Linked DNA regions of Astyanax mexicanus: region 2 is linked to region 1. A link is a contact called in public Hi-C data. All regions are on one chromosome and are shown on one strand. Each heading gives the region's core, a stretch centred on a gene start, on an enhancer-like site or on the middle of the called end of the contact. The rest is flanking DNA. Distances are from core to core; before and after follow the strand shown.

Region 1 (7,084 bases), core at 3,426-5,925:
AAATATAATATTCTTGATATTGATAAGAACATCGTCATCGCAAAAAATACCCCACAATTTCAACATAATATTTTCAACACTATATTTTTACAGTCTATCAGTAAACGTCTATTTTCATACATAAGGAGCACCGGATTATAGGGCGCATTTTAAGCAACAATAGTAAGGAACAAGAGTGTCGCCATGTTTCCCTGGAGAAGGCCTAAATAAACAAAACTGTAATTCTTATTTATAATTTTATTATTTACTAACTACAGCGCTAAGCGCTAACTCATTTTTTGATAATTGAAAAATTGATGAAATGGATGAAAACCCATTTCTTCATCAATATACTGAATGTATATTTAAAAAAAAAAAAAAAACGTTTTATATCGAATTTAGCTTGATACACTGACCGTAAAACCTTTTCTTATACATTTTGTTACTAAAATGTCTTTAGTTTTTTTTTTTCTTGAATGTAGTTCAGTGTACAAGAAATACATTTATCCATTTTTATTTTTTCTAGTTTTTATTATTTTTTCACAATTCAAATTTCATGAAAAATTAAAAGAGAAATCTTAAATCATTTTTCAGATTTTTGCATCTTGTAATTTGATTGTATAATGCACCTTACTTTTGTTAAAATATGGTCATTTACCGATGTTTAGGGTTGTGGCGTTTGTGATATTATTGTTATTAATTAATAAGTCTGTGCCTCTTCAGTGCTGTAATGTTGATTAACATAATTCTGAACAGATTTCACTCATTTAAACATCCCAAAATGTCGGTTTAATTCAGGCTCTGTTTGCGAAAGGCTGAAATGAGAAAAAAAAAAAACACTTGATAACTGAAAAATTGATGAAATGGATAAAAACCCATTTCTTCATCAATATACTAAATGTAAAAAAAAAAGAGTGCTGGATGTTAATCTGCACAGATTTCTCTCCTGAAAACTGCTTCCATTTATGTACACTAAGATTAGATTTCCAATATTTAGCAGCAGCGCTTAGCGCTAGTAAATGCTGCCCGACAGAGCTACACTGATAAACCCTGAGTGTTTGGGTATACCAGGGCGCTATCAGCTAGCGGTTTATTCCACGTAGCCACGTATTCCTTAATACCTGACTGATAAAATTCATACATAAGGAGCACAAAATTAAAGAAACTAAATTAAAGAAGCATTAATAGCATTGTATACTTGATACATCTATGCTAAAGTGGGTGTTTAGCAGCCTGATGGCCTGAGGGAAGAAACTGTTTCAGAACCACAGTGAAGCAATTCTAAGCAGTAGGAATTGGAATGTTTATACTGGAATCAGTATTATTAATGTATTTAATGTAATTTCCCATCATGCAGGAGCTGAACTTACATTTTAAACTCTGGAAATTGCTGATATTTGGAGAATTCTGCCTCCCATTCAGCCTGAGATCTCGGCGGCTTCATCTCCTTCACCAAGTGCCAGTCCACCATCGAGAGCCCGGACTCCGTCAGCCTGAAACAAACAGCAGAAAACATCAGAAAACATCACTTCATCAACTGGAGACACTCTAACGTCTTTATTCCAGCATTAAAATCACTTCTAATAAAATTATATAAATATAAAACATCCATGAGTTGAGTCTGGTCTTTGATTAAATGACTATGTAATTCTGAGTAATCAGGGTCATATAAGTGCACGTCCTTTATTACTGTATTTTCTGAACTATAAGACAACAGAATATAAAGCGTATTTTAAGATACACTAGTAAGGAACAGGGGTTCAGGGGTTTTGGCAAGTTTTCCTTCTAATTCATCAGCTAAGCTTAGCAGAAAAAATATAATTCTTAACTTTTTGATACAGTGACTTAATTAGCTAGCTTATTCTAATATCCTGTTGAAAGCATTTTTCTTTCATTATTTTTACGTTGAAATATACACTAGGGAAGCACGATTGGACATGGTTGCACAACCGGTCATAACACCGGTCTTTAAAGAAAAGCGAGGAACCGCACAAGTTTGCTAAACTATTTAAATTTCCCCAAATAAATGTACTATTTATTATTAAAATCTGATGCTCTGTTGAGTTTTATATAATGTTACTCCACCAACACACAGCTTTTAACAGCCGCTTTCCATCACAGATATTTTAGTGCTACATGTGGGTGGCTGGAAAGTCATGTTTTAGAAAAATACACGTATGAAAAACGGGATTAAAGTAAATAAAGAGAAATTAAAGGACTGAATGTTCTGGGGTTTATTTTATTAGCAGTATTTTCCTAAACTACATCCTTTTAATAAAACCCTTAAACTATGATACTGAACTACACCTCACACTTTTCTTCTGCTGTAGCAGTTATTTCTGTTCAGTTCAGCAGTAAAAACATGCTGTTCATCTTATTCTACTTTAACAAAGTGGTGATTGGATTTCTTTATTATATTATAAACTCAAATAAGGCCTATGGGGTAAAAATCTCAGTCTCTAGAAAGTTGGTCTGAAAACTATGTATAATTTTCATTCCACTTTACAGTCATGTGCTAATTTGTGTTGGTCTATCAACACAAAAAAAATTCAGGTGGATCGGATACGGTGTTGTGCTGAATTCAACATCCCCGCCAGAAAAAGCACCCTCTCTCTGAGCAAAATTCTAAGTAAAGTCAAAGTGCTTTTATACAGCAGATGGTGCGTATGTGCTGCAAAGAGGCGGTGCTTCTTATGGCGGGGGTTCAGGTTTCAGATTTCAGCACTACTATATTACTACTATATTACTATTATTATATTTCAGCACCCCCGCCAGGAAAAGCGCCCCCTCTCGGGAGAGGCTGCGGGTGACGTGACTATTCTACTATACGAGTCGAGTTAGAACAGCATCTTGGGTATTTTCATTTTCTAAAAAAAAAAATTTAAAGCCAAGAAGACGTGGGTGCACACTCCCGAGAGGGGGTGCAGAATTCAGCACAACGCCAGATAAACAGGTTTATCATCACTGACCTGGTGACTCCTCCCAGCACCACCGCCCCCAACACCAGCCCACTGCATCCCACCAGCCAGCGGCCCACGGTTCGATCTGTAGCGGCGTTGGGTACGGACACCGCGGTGGGGGTTCGAGCCGCTCCGGATTCAGCCACCACTGTGTTCTGTCCTCTCTGTAGCAGCCACTGTCTCAACGGCGTCCGCTACCGAAAAAAAAAAGAGGAAGAATTAGTGTTACCACTACAGATCAGTGTTTATTCATTTCATTTTCTGTCAGTTTAAGGCTAAATGCAAAAATAGAAAATTGGATGTAAAAAACTATTATTTAATTTATATATATATATATATATATAGTAGTACAGTGTACAGGAAAAAACTATCCATTTTTCCAATTTTAGTTGTTTCATTTCAATAGGAATTTCATGAAAGATAAAAATATATATTTTTTTTCTTTATTGTTTTTATTTTTTCATTTTTGCATTTAGCAAGTTGCACTTTTTTCTTGAAATGCTGTTTGTGAAAGGCTAAAATGAAAAACTAGATTGGAACTAGAAAATTGGATTAAAAAATAATTATCATCAATATACTGAGTGTAAAAAAACAAACAAACATTATTTTCAAATTTAACTTGATACGGTCAGAAAATTAAACTGCTAAACATTACACTGACCATAAAGCCTGTGTTTTATTTCATTCTTACCATTTGGTGTAGTTCGAGTTTCAGGAAAAATGGACAAAAATAAAAAATAAAAACACACAATTTTTTATTTCTGCATCTTGTAACAAAAGTAAGTTGCATTATACCATCAGATTATAAAATATAACAAAGGGAAGAGAATATATATTTTTTCAATTCTGTTTAAGATAAAAAAAATGATTTATTTCTTCTTCACCAAAGTAAACAAAGTTTTACACCCAATTTTCTATGATCAAATTTAACGTGAAACCGTCAGAAAATTAAACGGATACATTTCTGAGTGTATCAAGCACAATTTTTTTTAATTATCGAGTTTTTTCATTTCAGCCTTTCGCAAACAGAATTTCAAGAAAAAAGAAAAGTTGAATCTTCTCTCACTTTTTGTCCAATAACACAAATCTAAACCTGCAAAATGCAAAAATGAAAAAAGTCAGAAAATAAAGAAAATATTAATACATTAATTTCTCCTGAAATTCAGATTGTGAGATGAGAGAGATGAAATAATTTTTTTTTATATCCAAATTTCTATTTTTGCATTTAGCCTCAAAATGGCAGAAAATTAAATTAATAAACGTTACACTGAACCTTTACCATCAATTTCTATATATGTTTTTTATTTAGCCTAAAATTGTCAGACAATTGATTGATGAATGTTGCACTGTAGCTCTAATATAGAGTATAACAAGAGTTCAGTTTATGAATTAATACTGAAATATTTGAATTGAGGTATGAATTGTTTGTATATGGTTATAAGTGAGTGTACCCGGGTGTACCTGAGGACAGGTGTGACTCTTGACCTTAATTATGACCTCAATTAACGAGGCTTTAATAGCGTCGCGTGCCTCTGCGTTAATTAGCGCTATAACTCGCGCGTTAAACCCGCGGGAGAGGTTCTGTTAGCGGGTTCTGTTACCGGGTTCTGCAGCGCGGTTCTCCCCGTGGTCCTGAAGCCGCTGCACACCGCGTGCCGGAGGTTCGGGAGCAGCATGGTTCCGTCCTGTAGATCCAAACACACACAGGACCTCCGCTTCCTCACACCGGCACCATGTTGTTTGAATCATTTGGTGAGTCGGTTCCTTTTTCCCGACCGAACCGAGCAGGACGGATCTGCGCCCTGATTGGTCAAGAGCGACCGACCACTTTTAAAACTTATTTTTTATATATTTTTTAAAATAACTATTACTTTTTTTTATTTTAGATTGTATTATTAGTTATTAGACAAAGAGAAAAGTGTTGTTTAAGAAATAAAAAAATACATATTTAAACGCAAAAAATAAATGCATTTACTTAGATATTAGAGAAAAAGAAAAAAAGTTGATTTAGAAAAAAAATACATAAACAAAAAATACTTTACTTATTTTTTTAACATTGTATAAGTTATTAGAGAAAAATAATTTTAAATTAACATTTTCAATAAACCTGGAAAATAAAGAAAAAATAATATACATATTATAATGTATAATCTCTGGATCGCTAAAGAAAGAAATGAATCGGTTCACTCGGCTGAATCAAACTTCGCTTGGTTTAATCCTGACTCCCCTCTGACCTCTGATGTCACGTGCCATTTTGGAAAAAAAGTAAAAATGTTATTATTTTTATCATTTTATTTTAGCTTTTTTTTCTCATGATTTTTCATCGACTAATTGGAAAGTTTACTCTCCAGAGTGTTTGATGCTAGTGGACTTAAAAATATAAATACAAATAAAATATTTACATAAAATAATCGTGTTATTCAAGCCCGATTCAACTTTGACCCCTGACGTCACGTGATATTAAAAAAACGATTTGCATGTTTTGTAAGCAGTTTTATAATTTTATTTTTATTTATTTTTGACAAATATTGTAAATTGAAATTTTTTTAAAAACGGGCTCAAAATGATCCCACGTGTGGAATGTTCATGTCTTAGCTTTTTTAAGTTTTATTTTTTACGTGTATATATTTTTTGTATTTTTTTTTTTTTGCGTTAAAATGTTTATTTATTTATTAACCAATAGGTTACTTTTCTGTTCGTCTAATAACCAATAAAATGTGAAAATATATCTAAAGTTACAATTATTTTAAAATAAATATTAAAAGAATGTTTAAAAAAAAGGTTGGTCGCTCTTGACCAATCACAGCGCAGATCCGTCTTGCCTGGTGTTCTGTCGAGTTGGGCTACCCGTGGATATGCGCTTCCTACCACCAGTACGCATGCGCGCAACTATATATTTATGTTTTCGAGTTTTTTTTACGATAGTTTTTATTTATTTTAGTACAAAAAACAATTTGAGCGTCTTCTCGTTATTATTATATATATTTTTTGATTGTTACAAATGTGAACATGGCAGATAATAATAATATTACTAATAAAATAATAAAAATACAATTTAAAATACAAAACTAGGGTTATAATCAGCCCTATTCCCTTAACTGTAGTCTGATATACTGATTCAGACTTTGTAAATATTATACAGATATTATTTATTAAATACGCTGCTTTTTATTGTATTTTTATGTTTAAATATAGAGTAGGGGAGCAGGATTTGGCGGGGTATCAGATCTCGGCAGAGCCCCGGGCTGGCGGGTTATAAACAGAGCTGAACTACAGGCTGAATGTGACCCAAAAACACGGTTTTAAGGTAAAAATAACCGGATTCCGCTGAAACTGAAGCGGTTTATTCTTATTGAATCGCTATTCGACCGATCTGATGTTGATTTTAATCAGTTTATCGCTGTTTAATCCCGCTGTATGAGTGTGAGCAGCAGTGTGGCAGATTAACACTCTCTCACTTCTTTATTAAACTTCATTATTTCTTTATTTTACACATTTAAACACTTTAATCTGCTGTAATTCGCTGTTTAAAGCGTGCAGATCAGCCTGTCTGCATCAATTTGCAGTTCAACAATCAGAAAAATCATCATATTATATAATAATCAATAATAAATAACAATAATGCAGCCTAAACAGTAAACAAGTAATCTAATATATGTCTTTGAAATACTGATTATTAAATAAAAAACTGCTCATTTGACTCAATTGTGAAGTCGAATAATCTGTCTGTTATATTTGACGATTAGTCTATCAGTCAGTAGGAGTGGTATTACTGATTGTTAGTCGAGTAATCCGTTTGTTATTCTGACGATTGTTTCGATGGTCAGATAATCAAATGATTATTTTGTTGATTAGTCAGTAGAGATGGGAGTAATGATTATTTTAGTAGTCGAATAATCAGTTAATCATTTTGTTGATTAGTTAATAGAGCTGGGACTAATGGTTGTTTTGATAGTCGAATAATCGATTTAATAATTGATTTATTTTGTCGGTTAGTTAATAGAGCTGGGATTGATAATTGTTTGTCAACTAATCTGTTGTTTAGTAAATAGAGTTGGACAAATGATTGTTTTGATAGTTGAATAATTACTTGGTTATTTTGTTGATTAGTCAATAACGTTGGGATTAATGACTGTTTTGGGATT
Region 2 (7,084 bases), core at 1,556-4,055, 260 kb before region 1:
GTCTAAAGCGGCGAGATTGTTCAGTTGTAGCGGAAATAACTAGACAAAGAGTCTAAAGCGGCGAGATTGTTCAGTTGTAGCGGAAATAACTAGACAAAGAGTCTAAAGCGGCGAGATTGTTCAGTTGTAGCGGAAATGACGAGACAAAGAGCCTAAAGCGGCGAGATTGTTCAGTTGTAGCGGAAATAACTAGACAAAGAGTCTAAAGCGGCGAGATTGTTCAGTTGTAGCGGAAATGACGAGACAAAGAGTCTAAAAGCGGCGAGATTGTTCAGTTGTAGCGGAAATGACGAGACAAAGAGTCTAAAAGCGGCGAGATTGTTCAGTTGTAGCGGAAATAACGAGACCAAGAGAGGATATTGCTTTTTAATTATTGCCATTTAACCCTATACATCCTGATGCATTATGGGAGTTTATAGTGCCTTAAAATCACGTAGAGTTGATTAATGAAATTTAAGTAAATACAGTGATCTACGGGAGTAGATTAATGTAATTTGAGTAAACACGGTAATGTTATTAAAATTACTCATTATTTATTATTAAAAAGTACTAATTTATTAATGTACTCCATTTAAAATAATTAATTTGTACTATTGTACGTACATTTACTCGCATAGCATACTAATTCTACTATTTTTACTCAATATTTAATTACAAATGTAATGAGATGCTCATTTATTTACAAACAATCTATCAGACTCAGACTATTTTACTTATTGTAAATAAATGTATTTAAGTCGACTCAGTATACAGCTTAATTAAATATAGTCTCATAGATTTACTAATTTTCTCAAATTAAATTCACTTCTTAACTTAGATTAAATGAACTGAGATTAAATATATTTATTTACTCAGATATACTCTCTCAGTCTGTGTTAAACAGTTTCTTCTAACTATAATAAATTAATAAATGCGATTTGAGACAGAGCTGTTATATACTAAATATTTACTAAACTAAAATACCCAGAAACACAAATACAGACTTAATCTGATACAGTTCTCAGAGTTCATCAGTTACGAAGAACTGTGTGTATCTGTGTGTGTGTACGTGTAGTGTGTACAGTGTGTGTGTGTGTGTATAGTGTGTGTGTGTGTGTGTATAGTGTGTGTGTGTATGTGTAGTGTGTATAGTGTGTGTGTGTGTGTATAGTGTGTGTGTGTGTATAGTGTGTGTGTGTGTGTGGCTCGCGGGGTGGAGCTGAAATTCCAGCTCGAGCTCCCCCTCCCGCTCCACGTCACTCAGGAACGGGCTGGTCCTGCTGATGGAAAGTTTGATTCACTTTTCACGAACCGATTCAGTTTCGGTGAATCACATGTCTGATTCAGTGCGCAGGACAAAGTACATCAACTGTTGTTTTACTTTTAATTATTAAAACATTGTAAGAATTGAGTGTTTTAAGTTTTTTTGGCCAAAAACTAGAAACGTTTGAATTAAAATATTTTTTATATGTTTTAATATTCAAATATTGGTGGGCTGTCGTTTGTTTTTATAAAAATATCAAACATGCTTATTATTATTAATAGGAACTATACAGTTCTATACAGAACATGTTCGTGAATTTCTTTACACAAAATAAGTCTCACATAAAGATAAAGATCACACCAGCTCTTTTCTTACCAGTTTAAGTCGTGGCCACTTATTATCATCTTGTTCCCACACTTTATTAAGCAAATGTCAAAGGTGTGAAGAGTACTGATAATCATGCTGCTGGATTTTATATATCGATATATGTTAAAACATCATTATAAAATATTTTGCCAGTAGAATATACAAGTTTACAATATATTCTAAGAATGTATTTAATGTACTGTTATAATAAGAAATTATATTTATTTAAGAGTAAAGACAGAGATGATCCGAAACAAAGAAGTTCGATTCAGTTGGCTCTTATGAATTTGCTGCAGTTTAATTTATGGTGATCCTTATATAAAGTAGCCGAGCATTTACAGTTTAAAAGGAATTGTAAACATTATGAAAAGAAATTCGAAATAATAAGGAAACAAATAAAATAAATAAAGCTTTAAATGAAGCATTTAATATAAATGAATATATATATATAATCTTTTTTTACGTTTAATATCTAACCACCTTCAGACATCTTACTTAATCTTATTTATTCTTAGTTTTTATTTCTTATTTCAGTTCTTCACACTTCTATTTCCTTTTTATTTATTTTATTGTTTTAATAGTTTTGTATTATTGCTTTTTAACTTATTTTTGTTTAGTTCCTTTTATTATTATTACTATTATTATTATTATTATTATTATACATTTTTACATTTTGTTTTTTTATTTATTTTTTAATATGCTATGTAAAAGTTAGTTTTAGCTTAATTTGATTTGTTTTTTTGTTATATGAATCTTATCATGTTTATTAAACCACGTTTTATTATTGTTTTATTCTCATTTTTATTTGTATCTATTTTATTTTTTGCCTTCAAAGTACTTCCGAGTCAAAATAAATGAGTCCAAATAAAATGAACTTTTTATTTATTATAATTTATTATATATATTTTATATAAATATAAATAGGAAAATAAAATAAAAAATGACCATAAAAAATAAATAATTTATCAAATAAAACAAATAAAATGTCAAAAAAGATAATAATAATAGTAAAAGTAAAATAAAATTATAAGAATGATAAGAAATGAATAAAATTTATAAAAATGGACTAAGTACATAAGAATACAAATATAAAAGCATAAGAATAATAAGAATAAAAAAAAAATCTCGGGACTCGGATCTGTTTGAGTCGGTTCATTAGAACGACTCCCTGGCGGATCCGAGTCGCGCTGTGCTGTTGTGGGCTGGGAGGAGGACTCGGTAACTCGTTTGGATATTCGAGGCGGTCGCGGACGGGTCGGGAAAAATGTCCTGAAAAACTGGATTTAAGGAGAAAAACTCGGAAATTGGACAAAAACTCGGATGTTTAGAGTGTCCCTGACTGGATTACAGAGGCGTTTCGGAAAAGTTCGGTGTGTTTTAGGAGGTATCCTGCTCGGAAACGGAGGAGACGGAGCTCCGCGCAGGTAAACTTTCCTGAGGCGTTAGCTTCGTGCTAACAGCGCCGCCTGAGAACCCGATACTCCGACCCGCTTCTACCGAACTTTCCCCCGGGAAAACCGAGGCCTCGGACCGCGGACCCACCCGCAACAGGTCCCTCCGGATACTAAACAAAGGAGATAAGTTCTAAAAAGAGTTTTTTTCTGTGAGAAAAAGACGAGAAAAGGAGAAAACGCTGGAAAAAGTGTGGAATACTTTAACGGTCGCTAGTTAACGCTAACCAACTGATCACTGTGTGAAGAATATAGTTAGCTTAGCTTAGCTACAAGTGTTTATTCTGAGTCAAAAAAAAAACTAAACAAATAAAACGGACAATAATTGGATTAAATGCGATACGATTCAAAAATGATGCCGGTAAGTCCAAACTTTTTTTGTGAAAACCTCACTAAATCTGCTGTTGTGTTGTGAAAAACGTATCTGACAAAGAATAAAACTTAAAAAATGTTATTTAACACTAATTTGAACACATTTAACACTTTGTTAACCTGAATATATTTTACTATAGCCAGCAAATAAAGTCTAACCCTACAGTAGATTATAGTTTACGCTATAAAAATACAACATAAACATAAATGTGTCTTGAAAATTCTAAAACTGATGTTAATTCATACCAACAGTAACTATCTGCATATTAAGTCATAAAACAGTTGGAAATTTATGGAAAGTCTGGAAATTCGGAAATGTAAGTTATATCTTACTAGTAAATGAAAAAGTAAATATTTTATGTTTGTTGTTTTCTGTTTTTAGACATTCTAGTAATCCTTAGAAAACCCACTACCTTTACATCTGACTGTGGTAAAAGTTGTTACTTCAATTTGTCATTAAACCTGCTGCCCAAAAAACAAACAAAGAACAAAACAAAACAATACAGCTCAGAATGATGCAATTCTGAAAGTCCAACTGTATATCTGGAAAAAAAAAAAAACTTAAAAATGCTATGTAACACTAGTTCTAACATATTTAAACGCTATGTTAATCTGAATATCTTGTATTATAGCAGTAAATAAAATCTAACCCAACAGTAGATTATAGTTAACACTATATAAATACAACATAAATGGAAATGTTTCTTAAAAGTTCGTTAAAAACTGCTATTTAGTACTAGTTCTAACCTACATAATTCTACCACTACCATTAAATCTGACTTTTACATAATTTGGTAAAATTGGTACTAAAATTGTGTCTAAACCTGTTGCTCAACAAACAAAACAATACAGATCAAAATGATGCAGCTAAGCCTAACTTTTTGGCAAAATCTCAGTTAAATCTGCTTTTTGCTGTGAAAAAAACGTATCTGAAAAAGATTGAAACTTAAAAATGCTATTTAACACTAGTTATAACCTACTTAACACTACGTTATCCTGAATATCTTGTACTATAGGCAGCAAATAAAGTCTAACCCTGCAGTGGATAATATAGAAATTTTACATGAACAGAAATGTGTCTGGAAAATAGCTTACCCTACTTAACAATAGTTAGCTAACATTACATAAGCCGTAGAACTGTTGGAAATCGAACTAGTAAACTAGTGAACATAAGAGTGAATATTGTATTTTGTTGTTTTCAGTATTTTAGACATATTAGTAAACCTAAAAAATCCACTTCCTTTAAATCTGAGTCTGAATTACCTTGTTTCTGATTTTTGTTGTATTAAAATTGTGTCTAAAACCTGCTGCTCAAAAAACAAACATACAAGCAAACAAACAAAACAATACATATCAAATTGACGCAGTAGTAAAGTCCATAATTCTAATTATCAGTCTCACTAAATATCCTTTTTTGTGTTGGGATTGACTTGTCTGAGAAAGAACAAACCAGAAAAACTCATGATTAATGCTAATTAACACCAGTTTTACTTAATTTATCTCTTTTTAAACCAAAGCACAGTGTCTGTCTTTGCACATAGGCATAATTTGCCGATGTAGATGTGTATAAAATGATTATAAATTGTCCTTTTATTGATGTTTTTCCACACCATTGTGTTCATTATGTCAGGAAAGACCGAAACCTAATCTGACAAAGTTATCTTATGACTCAACTCTCCAGCAATCTCATTCATAACCAAACAGGCTGGGTGGAAACTGCAGCGAGGGAAATGTCCTGTGGTGGAGATAAACAGCAGAATTATTGAGTTTCGGGAGATGAAGAGAGGTGAGGAGAAAGCTTGGAGAAGAGCCAGGGTTGTTCCTGAGAGAGAGATAAAGGGAAAGAGAGAGAGAGAGAGAGAGAGAGAGAGAGAGAGAGAGGAAGAGAAAGGTATGCCTTCCTGTCTTCTGCTGCAGTCTGAGATGCATTGTATTGAATAGAAGCATCAGTATAGAAGTTGTGTTTTGCTTTTAAATGCTTTTGACTTCAGGACTTGAGTTAATTAATAGAATTACTGTTTTAATGTGTTTTTCAAAATGGATAAGTAAGGAGATTGTACATCTTTACATGTAGAAGCTAAAGAGGAAATCTAAAAAAAGCTAAAATGCAAGGACGTTATGTTTGCTTTGTTTTGCATGTAAAAAGCAGTTATGCGGTTATTAGTTATGTAGAAACAAAAGAAAAATCAAAGTTGTAATCGAAAATCACATATATATATTTGAAGAATATTGAGAATTATTATTTTTTTAAATATTTCTGTCTGGACTGTTAATTGGAAGTGATCAGATCGGATTTGCCTGTCTGAACACAGATATATGCATTGGTTTCTGTGGTAACGAGGTCAGCATCAGTAAATAACCTTTGGTTAATTTTGTGGCCTCCTTAACCCAATGCTTTTCTGTCACTCTGTAGTATTTGAGGAGGTTTGTTGTGTTGTGTTACGCTGTAATTGACGCAAAAGACGCATCTTAACCTATTTTAAATGCCCAAAGCATCCAAACTAAGACATATCTGTTCAAATTAGATTGTAATTGCATTTTATAATACTTCTAAATGTGGTTTTGATCAGATTTGACCTAGCCTATTACCCATTTACGAATTCTGGGTTATGGTTGTTTCTCACATTAGTTATTGGCTTTTTGATTGCTTGTTTTTCACTTTTTCTTTTGATAGTTAAGGGTTAAAATAATTGTTTTCTTCTACTTTTACGTTTGTCAATGCCGCTTAAAAGCCTTAATTGCAAACAGTTCAAAATGAATAAAATAATACAATTCATTGTCAACAAATTGTAAAATGCCGATTAATGCCGATTAATTAATGTTGACCACCTCATGCCTGTTGATGTCTCAGAATCTTAAGCTCCTTAAGCTGCCCATATTTCCTGCTTCCAGGGACAATACTGCCTAATATATCCACCTTTAACAGTTGCCATTGAAACCAGAGCATCATGTCATTGACCTGGATGGCTTATATAAAGCCTTCAGACACCTCACCTGCACTCATATTACATTAAGAATTGGCAAATTTCCCATGTTCAGCCAACTACAATCAACGCAACAAATCTTTATGCTGATTTATAGGTGTTTTATCGGGTGACAGATTTCACTGTAGGCTTTTTAGGGGGGGTCTAAGCACAGTTTTTTACAGTTGCAGAATGGTAGAGCTCCTGAAAAGGGATTGTTCGTGTCTGAACACAATAGCAGCAAGGTTCTTTTATTGCGCAGTGTGTGAGAGAGAGTGTATTGTGTATAGACTGCTGCTGAACTCTGATAAGAGATGCTGTCTTTTTACGAGGCTGATTCCAGTGAAACAGGCTGACAGAGCTTGTTTGTAATCCTTCACTCTCTATAGCACACAAGTCTTCTCTTCAGTAATTAGCCTCAGTAAACAGAGTGTCGTTATGGGATGATTGGACAGTGTTTTTAGGATGATTAGCCTTAAGCTCTGTGGTTAGTTTTGGACATTAGGTTTGTCTTTAGAATAATTTATGGTCAGTAAAAACCAACAACTAACTAAACATTTAAAAATAACCTATATATTCTGCATTTGAAGTCTATTGACAAAGTTTGTATGTGTTCTTTAGTCAATCATAAGTTTAAGGGTAGGGGTGGGATATTGATATTGCCCCAAAGTAATATCACAAGTATTTCA

Evidence for each region. Hi-C and Micro-C count contacts between places; a contact is called where the count stands out from the background.
Region 2: a contact with region 1 is called in a Hi-C map of muscle, with 6 times the contacts expected there. The contact joins the promoter of tp53bp2a here to the promoter of LOC103027427 in region 1. A contact is called at or near these places in 2 of 3 Hi-C or Micro-C datasets (both in muscle).

What each region holds. Positions count from the first base shown.
Region 1 is chr25:26,796,979-26,804,062 of AstMex3_surface, reverse strand. LOC103027427 (cytochrome c oxidase assembly protein COX15 homolog) reads right to left here and starts at 4,675. Exons shown (of 9, transcript XM_049472094.1): 1 at 4,541-4,675; 2 at 2,949-3,133; 3 at 1,350-1,472. The coding sequence starts at 4,615. cutc (cutC copper transporter homolog (E. coli)) reads left to right here and starts at 4,595. Exons shown (of 10, transcript XM_049472095.1): 1 at 4,595-4,691; 2 at 6,135-6,246.
Region 2 is chr25:27,051,869-27,058,952 of AstMex3_surface, reverse strand. It overlaps tp53bp2a (tumor protein p53 binding protein, 2a), which reads left to right and starts at 2,805. Exons shown (of 20, transcript XM_049472189.1): 1 at 2,805-3,421. The coding sequence starts at 3,395.